Regions from separate parts of the Sus scrofa genome. Here region 2 is linked to region 1. The links are chromatin contacts, called in public HiChIP or PLAC-seq maps. All regions are on one chromosome and are shown on one strand. Each heading gives the region's core, a stretch centred on a gene start, on an enhancer-like site or on the middle of the called end of the contact. The rest is flanking DNA. Distances are from core to core; before and after follow the strand shown.

What was found. HiChIP or PLAC-seq counts read pairs in DNA pulled down with a chosen protein or histone mark.
Region 2: a contact with region 1 is called in an H3K27ac HiChIP or PLAC-seq map of skeletal muscle. The contact joins the promoter of RDH5 here to the promoter of METTL7B in region 1. A contact is called at or near these places in 2 of 47 Hi-C or Micro-C datasets (fetal heart ventricle and liver) and 1 of 2 datasets of contacts at active chromatin or transcription factors (skeletal muscle).

The regions. Positions count from the first base shown.
Region 1 is chr5:21,120,150-21,126,839 of Sscrofa11.1, forward strand. It overlaps METTL7B (methyltransferase-like protein 7B), which reads left to right and starts at 3,399. Exons shown (of 2, transcript XM_021091775.1): 1 at 3,399-4,369; 2 at 5,704-6,146. The coding sequence starts at 3,872. The coding sequence ends at 5,940. ITGA7 (integrin alpha-7) reads right to left here. Exons shown (of 30, transcript XM_021091233.1): 30 at 6,416-6,690.
Region 2 is chr5:21,162,697-21,169,386 of Sscrofa11.1, forward strand. It overlaps RDH5 (11-cis retinol dehydrogenase), which reads left to right and starts at 4,173. Exons shown (of 5, transcript XM_003126254.4): 1 at 4,173-4,327; 2 at 5,142-5,469; 3 at 5,610-5,868. The coding sequence starts at 5,160.

The DNA of each region.
Region 1 (6,690 bases), core at 2,149-4,648:
CAGCAGGTTAAGGATCTGGCGTTGCCGTGAGCTGTGGTGCAGGTCACAGATGCAGCTTGGATCCCCTGTTGCTGTGGCTGTGGCGTAGACCGGCAGCTACACTTCTGATTCAACCCCTGCCTGGGAACCTCCATATGCCTCAAAAAAAGACAAAAAGACAAAAAAAAAAGAAAGAAAAAGAAAAGAACTACTTTAAAAGGAGAAGTTAGGAAGGTTGGAAGGTGAAAGGAAGAAGGGGTGATATGATGATACCCAGAGATCATAAGCTGTGAACACCCCTGGGCTGGATCCCACAAACCCCTGCTGCTGTCCTGTTGTCAACTTTGTCACAACGTGCTCTCCACTTGCCAAAGCAGGCAGAGCTGGAATTGCTGATGAAGTGCAGACTTTGGCTCAGATTGATGGAGTCTTGAATCACTCATCTCCATTGCTGCTACAGAACCACCACTGCCACCAACAGCCACACCGTCCACCTGGAAGCTTAGATGCCCTTTTCCTCCCACAATCTGATCTCCCTCAAATGCTTATTATTGGAAAAACCCAAAAGCAGAGGGGCCAGGTTAATGTAGTCGGCAGACTCCTTTTTTTTTCTTTTTTTTTTTTTCCCTTGTCTGTTGTTTTTTTAGGGTTGCACCTGGGATCCAAGCCATGTCTTCAACTTACACCACAGCTCACGGCATCGCCAGATCCTTAACCCACTGATGGAGGCTGGGACTCAAACCCACATCCTCATGGGTACTAGTTGGGTTTGTTAACCACTCAGCCATGACGGGAAATCCTACAGACTCTTAATAGTAATATAGAGCAAAGTATAAAAGAGTGGGTGAAAGCCTGGGAGAAATAAGTATACATCCTTTGAGAAAGTATTTGTGGTATACTCATTAATTTCAAAAATAAAGAAAGGGGAGTTCCCGTCATGGCACAGTGGTTAACGAATCCGACTAGGAACCATGAGGTTGCAGGTTCGATCCCTGGCCTTGCTCAGTGGGTTAACGATCCAGCGTTGCTGTGAGCTGTGGTGTAGGTTGCAGACGCGGCTCGGATCCTGCGTTGCTGTGGCTCTGGCGTAGGCCGGTGGCTACAGCTCCGATTCAACCCCTAACCTGGGAACCTCCATATGCCGTGGGAGCGGCCCCAAAGAAATAGCAAAAAGGCAAAAAATAAAATAAAATAAAATAAAGAAAGGAATTTAGTATCCATACCACTATTTAACATTGGTCTGAGGACATTTCATTTTAAAGCAAGTAAGTAAGAGAAAGAAATAAAAGATAAAGTTGGAAAAGAAGTAAAATTATTATTATTTGCACAGATCATTTGATGCCCAGAAAGTCCAAATAAATAGAAACCATTATTATAAACAATGAGAGAATTTAGTAAATTGACTAAAAATAAAATCAATATATAGAAATCAAAAATGACAGACCTCAGTCAGTGGGTTAAGGATCCAGCGTTGCCAAGGGCTATAGTGTAGGTTGCAGAAGCGACTTGGATCTGGAGTTGCTGTGGCTGTGGTATAGACCAGCAGCTGCAGCTCCAATTTGACCCCTAGCCTGGAACTTCATATGCCGCAGGTGCGGCCCTGAAAAAAAAATTATTATTATTATTATCCAGAGAAGATGTATGAATGTGGCCAATAGCCATGAAAGGACACTTGACATCACTAATCATTAGGGAAATGCAAATGAAAACGATGATGAGATACCACCTGAAATCCATTAGAATGGCTACCAACAACAAAAAAAAAATCAGCAAACAAGTGTTGGCAAATATGGGGTGTGCTGTTGGTGGGAATATAAAAATAGTATAGCTCCTGTGGAAAACAGTATGGTGGTTTCCCCAAAAAAATCAAAAATAGAACTAATCATATGATCCAGCAACTCCACTTCTGGACATATGCCCTTTAAAGTCATTGAAAGCAGGTCTCAGAGAAATACTTGTTCATAGCAGCATTATTGACAGTAGCTAAAATGTGGAAGAAGCCCAGGTATCCACTAATAGATGAATGGATAAGCGAAATGTGATATACACATAAAATGAAATATTATTCTGCCTTAAAAAGGAAAGAATTCTTCCATATGCTGCAACATGGATAAGCTTGAGGGTGTTATGCTAAGTGAAATAAGCCAGTCATAAGAAGATAAACACTGTATGACTTTGCTTACACCAGGTACTTAGAGCAGTCACATAGACAGAATCACAAAGACAGAAAGTGTAAACGTGGTTGCCAGAGGCTGGGAGGAGGCGAGAATGGAAAGTTACGGTCTAATGGATATAGAGCTTTGATTTTACAAGATAAAAAGAGTTATGAGAACAGATGGGGGTGATGGTGGAGAATATATTGAATACCACTGAATTGTTCACTTAAAATGGTGAAGATAGGGAGTTCCCGTCGTGGCTCAGTGGTTAACAAATCCGACTAGGAATCATGATGTTGTGGGTTCGATCCCTGGCCTCGCTCAGTGGGTTAAGGATCCAGCATTGCTGTGAGCTGTGGTGTAGGTCGCAGACGTGGCTCGGATCCTGCGTTGCTGTGGCTGTGGTGTAGGCTGGCAGCAACAGCTCTGATTCAACCCCTAGCCTGGGAACCCCTATATGCCGCAGGAGCGCCCCCAGAAAAAGCAAAAAGAAAAAAAAATTGAAATGGTGAAGATGATAAGTTTTATGTTACGCATATTTTACAACAACCAAAAAAAGAGAGAAAAAAATTAAAGGACACTGCCAGAACAAAAGAATAGTTACACATTTTAAATAAATGACTAGCCATTCCATACACAGGTAATTTACACATGGAAAACACAAACTTATGTCCAAAGTCGTGCACATAGATGTTCATGGCAACTAATAATAGACAAAAAATGGACACAACCCAAATGTCCACCCACAGCTAAATGGATAAATAATTTGTGGCATACCCATAACATGGATACTGCTCAACAATAAAATGAATGCCAATTGTTGATTTGCTCCTCCCTAAATGAAACTTCCTTCAGCCACCATGCCTTGGGCACCATACAAGAGGGAAATTACAAGTCTGAAATCTCATGGGGAGCATTTTCCAGGGCCACTGATGGCCTCTAGGGGAGGCCGAGTTTGAACAAAATCCCTGCTTGTTACAAGTGCTCTGTCCAAGTCCACTGCCTCTGTTCTGCCGGCCGAACCCACAGATGTATCTGCCCTGGCCAGTGAAGGGGCTTAGAAAAAAAGTCTGGGGACAAGGCCTGAGTCAGGCAGGGATGACCTATTTCAGGAAAGTGTCTCCTACACTATGTGCTGTCACTGTAGGAGTGGCCCCTGTGCCACTGACCAACAGAGAAGTTTGGTGACACCCCCCCCCGGTGCCCCCCTCCCTCAGTTAAGACACATTCTTCTCTGAATTTGGCTACTATCTGAGGCAGAGGCATTTCACACTTTACAATGTCCTGTGGGTATTGCCAGGGGCACCCAATCAGAATGTCCAGCTTGCATCAACCCAGCCGAACCTGAGGAGAGAATGAGGCCAGGACACGCTGCGTGAGGCAGCTCTGCCTGAGCATCTGGCACCCATGAAGCTGTGATCTGAGACATCCCTCTGAGATGATCGGCCGCATACCATCCTCTTCAACTGGGCAGAGCGCCCCAGAACTCAGGACACACTGGCACCACCTGTTCCTTAGCCCCACATGAATAGTGTTGAAGAGCTTGTGGGGCTTTGGGACCTGCGCCCTCTGGCAAGATTTCACACATCCACTCCACCCGGGCAAAGAGGAAACTGCCAAGTAGGAGACAGGGAGCAAAGTCCTATTGCAGGGTGAAGGGGACAAGCCTGCAGCGGCTGGGCAGAGAAAAAGCCAGTCCCCCAAGGGAAGCACTGCTCTCTCGGAGCCAGGCCACCATGGACGCCCTGGTCCGACTCCTGCAGCTGCTGGTGCTGCTCCTGACCCTGCCCCTGCACCTCATGGCTCTGCTGGGCCTCTGGGAGCCCCTGTGCAAGAGCTATTTCCCCTACGTGATGGATGTGCTGACGGCCAAGAACAACCGCAAGATAGAGAGCAAGAAGCGGGAGCTCTTCAGCCAGATAAAGGGGCTGGCCGGAGCCTCGGGAAAGGTGGCCCTGCTGGAGCTGGGCTCCGGCACTGGCGCCAACTTCCAGTTCTACCCAGCAGGCTGCCGGATCACCTGCCTGGACCCGAACCCCCACTTTCAGACGTTCCTGACAAAGAGTATGGCCGAGAATAGACATCTCGAATACGAACGGTTCGTGGTGGCTTTTGGAGAGGACATGAAAGAGCTGGCCGATGGCTCCATGGATGTGGTGGTCAGCACCTTGGTACTGTGCTCAGTGCAGAGCCCGAAGAGGGTCCTGCAGGAGGTTCAGAGAGTGCTGAGGCCGGTGAGCAGGATGGGAAGGATACAGGCTTGGGGTGGGCCAACAGAGCACTGCCCCCCCGCCAGGGCGTGGGGCACCCAGGATGGGGCATCTCACGTATCAGTGCATTGGACACACACCTACCCACCCACCGCCACCTGCTGGTGAACAGGAAATATGACCAGGGCCTGGATGGGGCAGAACAGGGTGCTGTGGAAGCACACAAGAGAGCCACCTAACAGTCGGGGAAGCAGGGTGAAGGACACTTAAGGGTGGGGTGTTTACTTTGGGATCTGGGGAGTTCCCGTTGTGGCTCAGTGGGTTAAGAACCTGACTGGTATCCACGAGGATGCAGGTTCAATCCCTGGCCTCGCTCAGTGGGTTAAAGGATCTGGCATTGCCGCAAGCTGTGGTATAGGTCTCAGATGCAGCTGGGATCTGGCTTTGCTGTGGCTGTGGTGTAGGCCAGGGCTACGGCTCCAATTGGACCCCTGGGTAACCTCCCTATGCAGTGAGTGTAACCCTAAGAAGACAATAAATAAATAAATAGGGAATCTGAGGGATTAAGCAGGGGGTGGAGAGATTGGGGAAAAGAATGTTCTACGTGGAGATAATTAGGGGAAGTAGAATCCATAAGATTTGGAACTGGGTGTGGAGAGAAAGGAGTTTAGGATGATGTCCAGGTTTCTGGCACCAGCAACTGGTGGAGGGAGGGAGGGAGGGAGGGTAGAGGGAAGTGCTATTTGCAAGACAGGAGCAACATGTTTGGACTTTTTAGGTGGGAGGTGCCATGGAGACAGGCAGAGAAAATGCAGAGGCAGTTACAAGTCCAGATCTGGAAACTGGAAAAAGATGTAGCCTGGAGATTTCAATTTGGAAGTCACCACTTTGTAGCTGATACATTCTAAGCATAGAGCTGCATGAGATCACCTAGAGAGGGTTCAGAGAGGCAGGAAGAGCTGGAGGAAGCCTACCTTAATCAGGAGCCCAGTGCGGGGCGCCCCTGGGCTGTTGCGATGTCCAGGACATGTGCGTCCAGGTCTCAGGAGAGGGCTCGGGGGAGCCTCTCTGTATCCTGGTTCTCTACCGCCCCATCTGTCTGCCCTCCACTCTGCTGGCCTTCTGGCCATCCTTTAAAGATCTCTCACCAGTCATCCCCACTCAGTCCCAGGAGGCCGCTCACCCTCACTTTGAATGGGGCTGGTAGGAGACAGGAGATGCAGGAAAAGTCACAGAGCAGGACGATTTGCCCTCTCCACTCGAAGACTGGCACCTCCCACTTGGCCAACAGGTTTTGGCCAGGCTGGGTTGGAGGGAGGTTATGGAGCAGGTAAAGGACCCTATCTCTTCTCTCCCAGGGAGGACTGTTCTTCTTCTGGGAGCACATGGCTGAGCCACAGGGAAGCTGGGCCCTCCTGTGGCAGCAGGTGTTAGAGCCCACCTGGAAACATATTGCGGATGGCTGCTGCCTCACCAGAGAGACCCGGAAAGACCTGGAAAGTGCCAAGTTCTCTGAACTCCAAATGGAACAGCATCCCCCTCTCTTGAAGTGGTTACCTGTGGGGCCCCATATCATGGGAAAGGCAGTGAAATAAGCCCCACCCACCTACCAAGTCTCCCAGCTACTGAGAGGGATCCAGGCAGAGAAAAGCCATCCCCCCACCACCCCCATCCTTCCTTCTCCCACCTCCCCCAGGGGGAACCTCTAACTTCAACCTTTCCTTCCGCAGTGAAAAAGCCCTATTTCTTTCCTGACCACAGGGAGAACACCATTAAACCCTGTTGTATACTTACCTGCCAATTCCTGGACTGTGTCTCCCAAGTTTGGCCCACCCACCCCTGGGACAGCTTCTGGCCCTCTTCTCTGTGTTCCCTGTCCCCTCCTCCTGAGACCACACTCACATGCCTCAAGGACCTGGTCACAGAAGTCACTACCCCTGTATCCCTGCCCAGCCCCCAGTCCCCCGTCCCACCACCACCTCTGTCCCGAGCAGTGGGGATGCAGAGGGAACCGGTCCTCTCCGGAGACCCCCGGTGAGAGGGAGCAGGACTCAGCAAAGGAGCCAGAGGTTTTGTCCTCAAATATCTGTTTTAATAAATAGACAAAATCCACTAGACCGATGCAGCAAACTAAGGTCAGAGGAGAGGGGATGCTAGGAAGGGAAGAGCCCCTGAGTCAGCGACATAACCTCCTCCCCGCTCTCTGGGCTTAAGGCACTTTCAGGGAGACAGGTCCTTGGGGTCCCGTCCCACAGGGTGAATGGGAGAGGGAGGGACACCGTTGCCTCAGGATATTGCTGCCCTTCTCCCCCTCCCCGACGACTCATCCTTGATCTATCCCCGCA
Region 2 (6,690 bases), core at 2,923-5,422, 43 kb after region 1:
AGATTTTTTTTTCCAAGCTAGCTTTTTCTTATAACTGCATATGCAATAAAAGAGCCCATTTTGACTATTTGTAGGGCAAAATTTTTTCCCTTTAATACTAAATAGATACTTGCAAGTATAAGCTTAGTACGGACATAAATCTGGCTGAGGTGTTAGCTGGAGGCTGGCTTTCTGCTGCTCCTTGTTTTTCTGGTTGAGACTCCAGTTCCCATTTTAAAGTTGAATTTGTGCAGCATAAAGTCCACTAAATGACATTGTGTGGTGGCCCAGTGTGTTGCTCGAAAACGTCATTCCTCTAGGTTTTAGCCCAGAGTTGCTTCAGTTCTCTCTTAGGTGTCTTGGGTCTCCCAGTGGCGTCTAGGACACCACTGGTGCACAGATTGCCTAACGGCCTGTTCTCATTCGCATCCCCAGTTGAGCAGGTTTTAATTGAGTGGGTTTCCTTATGGAACCACTGCACGGAGTAGGGACTCGGCCTCCATCACCCCCATTAAATTTCTCAGTCACCTGCAAAAAACGTAACCAGCCAGGGAGGAGTCTTGTCATTTTTCTTTGGAGCAAATGCTTTCGTGTAATACCTTCACCTTTACCCCAACAAATTCCATTAAGGCAGCCAAATTGAGGGAAAGCATCAGATCAGCCTCCTACCTAAATACTCAGCCCAGACCCCTCAGTCCCTTCCAACTAAGCCAGCCACAGTATCTTAGTCATTGGCTCATAGATAGAAGTCGACTACTTGGAGTTCCTATCATGGTTCAGCGATTAGCGAACCTGGCAAGCATCCATGAGGATGCGGGTTCTATCCCTGGCCTCCCTCGGTGTGGGTTAAGGATCTGGTGTTGCTATGAGGTGTTGCCGTGAGCTGTGGTGTAGGTGGTAGACGCGGCTCGGATCCTGCATTGCTGTGGCTGTGGTGTAGCCTGGCGGCTACAGTTCCATTTCTACCCCAAGCCTGGGAACCTCCATAGGCTGTGGGTGCGGCCCTAAAAAAAACAAAAAGAAGTCAACTAGTTGCCTGAGATCTTCCCCAGGGGACTGCCTGATGGAATTTCAGAGATATTTCGCAGATTGGCTTTGTTTCTCCTTAGCTCACAGAACTGAGTCCTAGGCTAGAACCCCTGTCAAGATCTTTCCTAGGGTACTATCAGATAGAATTAAATACTCGAACACAAAACTGAAAGCAAAACCAGAATCCTCACCAGCCAAAAGGCAGCCACAGACAAACAGATTCTCCCAAAGTTTCCCCAGACAGACAGGGTCCAAGGGGCCTCGGAGTGCACGTCAGCAGACTTACCCGGGTGCTGGCAGTGGGACGTTCCAGGAGCTACTTTTCTCCTTCCCAAAAAGGTTTCTTTTTTTTTTTTTTTTTTTTTTTTTTTTTTTCCTGTCTTTTGTCTTTTTAGGGCCGCACACGCGGCATATGGAGGTTCCCAGGCTAGGGGTCTAATCGGAGCTATAGCTGCCAGCCTACACCACAGACTGGATCCTTAACCCACTGAGCGAGGCCAGGGATCGAACCCTCAACCTCATGGTTCCTAGTCAGATTCGTTTCTGCTGCGCCACAACAGGAAGTCCCCAAAAAATTTTCTTGAAGTGGGAAATTTGGGTCAGCAGGAGCAGAGGGAAAGGAAGGAGTTCCCCCAAAGCCAGCAGAGCCTTGGCAGCTGCTGGGGTGGTCCTTGCTTTCGGACCACTTTTCCACCCTGGAGTTCCAACTTCCGAGATCTCCAGTGGGGTCTGCTCAGGGCCTGGCCTTGCGGCAGGAACCTCTCAACAACTGGCCTCTGAAAGAGTCCTCCAACCCTCCACTCACTCAAGGGAGATGGGCATGGAAGGAAGCCTCAGGGCATCCAATCAAGCCGAGAGCCCTGCGGGGGCCACCTGCCCACAGGCAGATCCCAGACAAGCCCCTGAAATTTATTGCCAAAACTTGGCCTTGTTCGCCATTGCCCAAGAGAAACTCAGAGACAAAAAAAAAGAAAGAAAGAAAGAGAGAAAGAGAGAGAGAGAGAGAGAAAGAAAGACTCATAGAGTTTTGGCTGGAGAAGAAAAAAATAGCTTTACTGCTTTGCCAGACAAAGGTGGAGGTCACAGCAGGCTAATGCCCCAAAGACTGTGGCGCCCCCCCCCCGAAAAGAATTGTAAGGAGTTTTACAGTAAGAAGGAGAAAAACAGGTTTTCAGATAGTGTTAAAGCAGATACCCAGCAGCCCTGTACTGCAGCGTATCAGCTCTGGCGACTGCCCCATGGCTGTAGTGTACCAGCTCCGGCAGCTTTGTGGCTGTAGTGGATCAGCTCTTTTACCCGGCGAGAAACCAAGCGAGCACTCGGAGAGTTGGAGAACTCAGGTTTATGACACCGGCGGGCTCAGAGGAGATCGGAGATCGCTCTCCAGAGTCTGAGCCCGGAAGAAGGGTTTCACAAGGCTTTTATGGGCTACGTCTTCCAGGTCCAAGCTTGGCTAGTTGGACTGGAGTGACATCAGGCAAGGTAGTCCATGTGGAAATAAATTTACAGAAGCAGATGCATGGGGGAGGACTGGTTGGGGCAGTTGGCTAGACTTTGCTTAGTCATCATGCTGGGGTCTCTCCTTTCTACATTTTATTGGGACATTTTCTCCTACAATAGGAATTAGGATTGGCGGAGTTCCCGTTGTGGCACAGTGGTTAACAAATCCAATTAGGAACCAAGAGGTTGCGGGTTCGATCCCTGGCCTTGCTCAGTGGGTTAACAATCCGTCATTGCCGTGAGCTGTGGTGTAGGTCGCAGACTCGGCTCGGATCCCATGTTGCTGTGGCTCTGGCGTAGGCTGGCAGCTAAGCTCCGATTAGACCCCTAGCCTGGGTACCTCCATATGCCGGGGAAGCGGCCCAAGAAATGGCAAAAAGACAAAAAAAAAAAAAGGATTGGGACAAGTATGCATTTTGCTTTGATTAGGGGATCTTAGTCATCAAAGCCGATGTCAGATCTCAGCATAATCATGATGATGGGCTTCTGGGTTATTGCCTAGAACAACAGTACTTGCAAAAAGGGCACACTGACCAGAGATTACAACAAACTAGGAAATCTTCACATGCTCATAACTTTTAACCCACAGGCAGTTGTGCCAGGGTGTGTAATCTTTAGCTTATGGGTGATTGTGTTTAGTGTGCAATTAAGCCAGGGAGAAGGACAAGAAAAGACTGCAAGCTCTTCCGTTTTTTGTTTTTTTTTGTTTTTGTCTTTTGTCTTTTCGGGGCCACACCAGCGGCATATGGGGGTTCCCAGGCTAGGGGTCCCATCGGAGCTACAGCTGTAGGCCTACACCACAGCCACAGCAACACCGGATCCTTAACCAACTAAGTGAATCCGGGGACCCAACCCACGTCTTCATGGTTGCTGGTCGGATTCGTTAACCACTGAGCCACAACGGGAACTCCTAAGCTGTTCACTTTTAAAGTATTCATTTCTGGGAGTTCCCGTTGTGGTGCAGCGGAAACGAATCTGACTAGGAACCACGAGGTTGCCGTGACTTGTGGTGTAGGTCGCAGACACAGCTCGAATCTGATGCTGCCGTAGCTGTGGTGTAGGCTGGCAGCTATGGCTCCAGTTGGACCCCTAGCCTGGGAACTTCCATGTGCTGCAGGTGCGGCCCTAAAAAGCAAAAAATAAATAAATATTCATTTCTAAAAAAAAGCATAAGGAATATAACTTTTCTTTTACACTTATGGGTATAAGATTGCCCGTATTATTATGTGTATCCCTTGAGAGGGAACAAGGATGCTGCCCCAAGGCTGTACTGTTGTTTCTTGGCTCTTCTCCTTGTCTCTGCAACCCCTTCTTTCCCTGATTAGCAACGGTCGGAACCTGTCCCTAGGATCTCGGGGAAGATCATGGAGGCTCAAGGAAGCCCATTTCCTAAGAACAGAAATGGACACAGAAAGGCTTTTGTGCCCAGGAGCCCCGCAGGGACTCAGTCCCCAGCAGAGAGGGGCTGCTGCCCTCCTGGACAGATCCCTTCTCTTGAGAATCCATGATAAAGGCAGTCGTTAACCCGCTTCCCCCACAAGAAAAGACAACTAAGGAGGGGGCCCGGGCGCTCCTGGTTTGTGCCAAGCCCTGGCTGCAACCCTCAGCCTCTGGTCTTCCCTGGCTCCTCCCCCTGGCCCCTCCCCCACCCTCACCCCACAAGCACTTAATACTTCTGGCACCCAGTTCACCACCTCCCAGAGACTTTAGCCTTGGCTGTAGCTCGTGTGGGGCCCTGGGAAGACTGGGAGCAAAGTTTCTCAAGCGAAGCAAAAGAAGCTTCAGGGGTTGTAGTAGCTGCTCGCCTTCCGCCGAGGAGGTAAGCAGGGTATGGGGAGCTGGGGGGCAATGAGAAGTCGATATTCATGTATTGATAATTCAAAGCCTAAAGCTTTTCACGTGCTGCCTCCCTCTCTATCCCTTTGATCCTGCACCAACTCCCAGGTGGGCGTGCTGGGTTGTTAGCCCCCTTGGTAGATGAGAAAACAGGTTCAAATAGAGCTCGGATGGTGCCTCAGTGGTAACGAACCCAACTAGTATCCATGAGGGTGTGGGTTCGATCCCTGGCCTGGCTCTGTGGGTTAAGGATCGGGCATTGCCATGAGCTGTGGTGTCGCTTGGACTTGGCTCGGATCCCGCGTTCCTGTGGCCGTGGTGTTGGCCGGCGGCTGCAGCTCTGATTCAACCCCTAGCCTGGGAACTTCCATATGCTACTGGTGCAGCCCTAAAAAGACAAAAGGAAATAAAAGAAGAAAGAAAACAGGTTCAGAGACACAGTTCATAGCTGCGCAGCCTCACACAGTAAGTTTGGACCCACTGGGACTAAAATGCAGCTGCCCCGTATATGTTTCCAAAAACAAGTCCCAGCCAGTTTAGCAGGAGGTAAGAGGTGACAGAAAACAAGATCCCTCTGTGCTCACAGGACCAGGCTCACTTGGTTTTATTTAAGTTACCCACAGGGTCTGCCTGATGAGCCTCATTCCTTAGATGCGCCATAGCCTGCCAGTTATCGGCCAGACTCGCCATCTGCCCAAACCAGGGACTTCCAGCCAGGGAGGACATGGAGGGCGAGAGCTGGAGGGCCAGATTAATCTGGACAAGGCTTCCTGCCCAGCCTCGGCTGCCACCTGCAGGTCGCCTGGGCTCCAGCTATGTGGCTGCCTCTGCTGCTGGGAGTCTTGCTCTGGGCACTGCTATGGTTGCTCAGGGACCGGCAGAGCCTGCCCACCAGCGATGCTTTTGTCTTTATCACCGGCTGCGACTCGGGCTTCGGACGGCTTTTGGCACTGAGGCTGGACCAGAGAGGCTTCCGAGTCCTGGCCAGCTGCCTGACCCCCTCTGGAGCCGAAGACCTACAGCGTGTGGCTTCCTCCCGCCTCCACACCACCCTGCTGGATGTCACTGATCCCCAAAGCATCCAGCGGGCAGCCAAGTGGGTGGAAACACATGTTGGGGAAGCAGGTGTGTATGGCCAGGACCCCTGGGAATGGAGGTATGGGGTGTGGGAAGCTCTCAGGGGGAGGAAGAGGCTCAGACCTTGCCAGAGGGGCCGCTGGAATGCCTGCCCTGCGCAGCCACGTGCTTGCCTCATCTCCCCGCAGGGCTTTTTGGTCTGGTGAATAATGCCGGCGTGGCTGGCATTATCGGGCCCACCCCTTGGCAGACACGGGAGGATTTCCAGCAGGTGCTGAATGTGAACACGCTGGGTCCCATCGGGGTCACCCTTGCCCTGCTGCCCCTGCTGCGGCAGGCCCGGGGCCGGGTAGTCAACGTCAGCAGTGTCCTGGGTCGCCTGGCAGCCAATGGAGGAGGCTACTGCGTCTCCAAGTTTGGCGTGGAGGCCTTCTCTGACAGCCTGAGGTGAGGGGAGCAGGGCCCCAGCTCCCACCCAAAAAACTAGCATCTGCCCTGCAGAGCTGATGAAAACACTGCGTGGGGCCATAGCTAAGAAACCGTTTAAGGAGTGCCGGATGTGGCTTCGCGGATTACAAACCCGACTAGCATCCGCGAGGACTCAGGTGCGATCCCTGGCCTTGCTCAGTGGGTTAAGGATCCAGTGTTCCCATGAGCTGTGATGCATGCTGGCGGCTATGGCTCTGATTCGGCCTGGGAACTTCCATGTGCTACAGGTGCAGCCCGAAAAAGAGAGCATTTAGGTCTCAGCTTCATAGGTTCAAATCCCAGCCTCTTATCATGTGAGCTTGGTAACCTCAATCAGTTACTTCTGACTAAGCAGGAGGTAAGAGGTGACAGAAAACAAGTCTGCGGCGGGTGGTGGACTGGGTGCCAAAAGCATTAAGTGCTTGTGGGAGGAGGGGGAGGAGAGCCAGGGAAGACCAGAGGCTGAGGGTTGAAGCCAGGGCTTGGCACAAACCAGGAGCGCCCAGGCCCCCTCCTTAGCTGTTTCTTCCCCAGTTTCTTCCTCCTCTGTTAAATTGGGATGAGACCTGCCCCATGATATGAGTGAAATGAGGAACACGGAGGCCCCCCAACATTGCCCGACGTGTAGAAAATGCCCCCCAAAGCCTGCTGTCATTGATGTTGTTATTAATAATAACAACGACTACATATGATGAGATAATACATTTGCATAACACAATCTCATTTCATTCTCCCCAAAATCCTGTGAGGGTAAGTGGTGATACCCCAAGGCTCACATAACTTACCCAAGACAGCACAGTG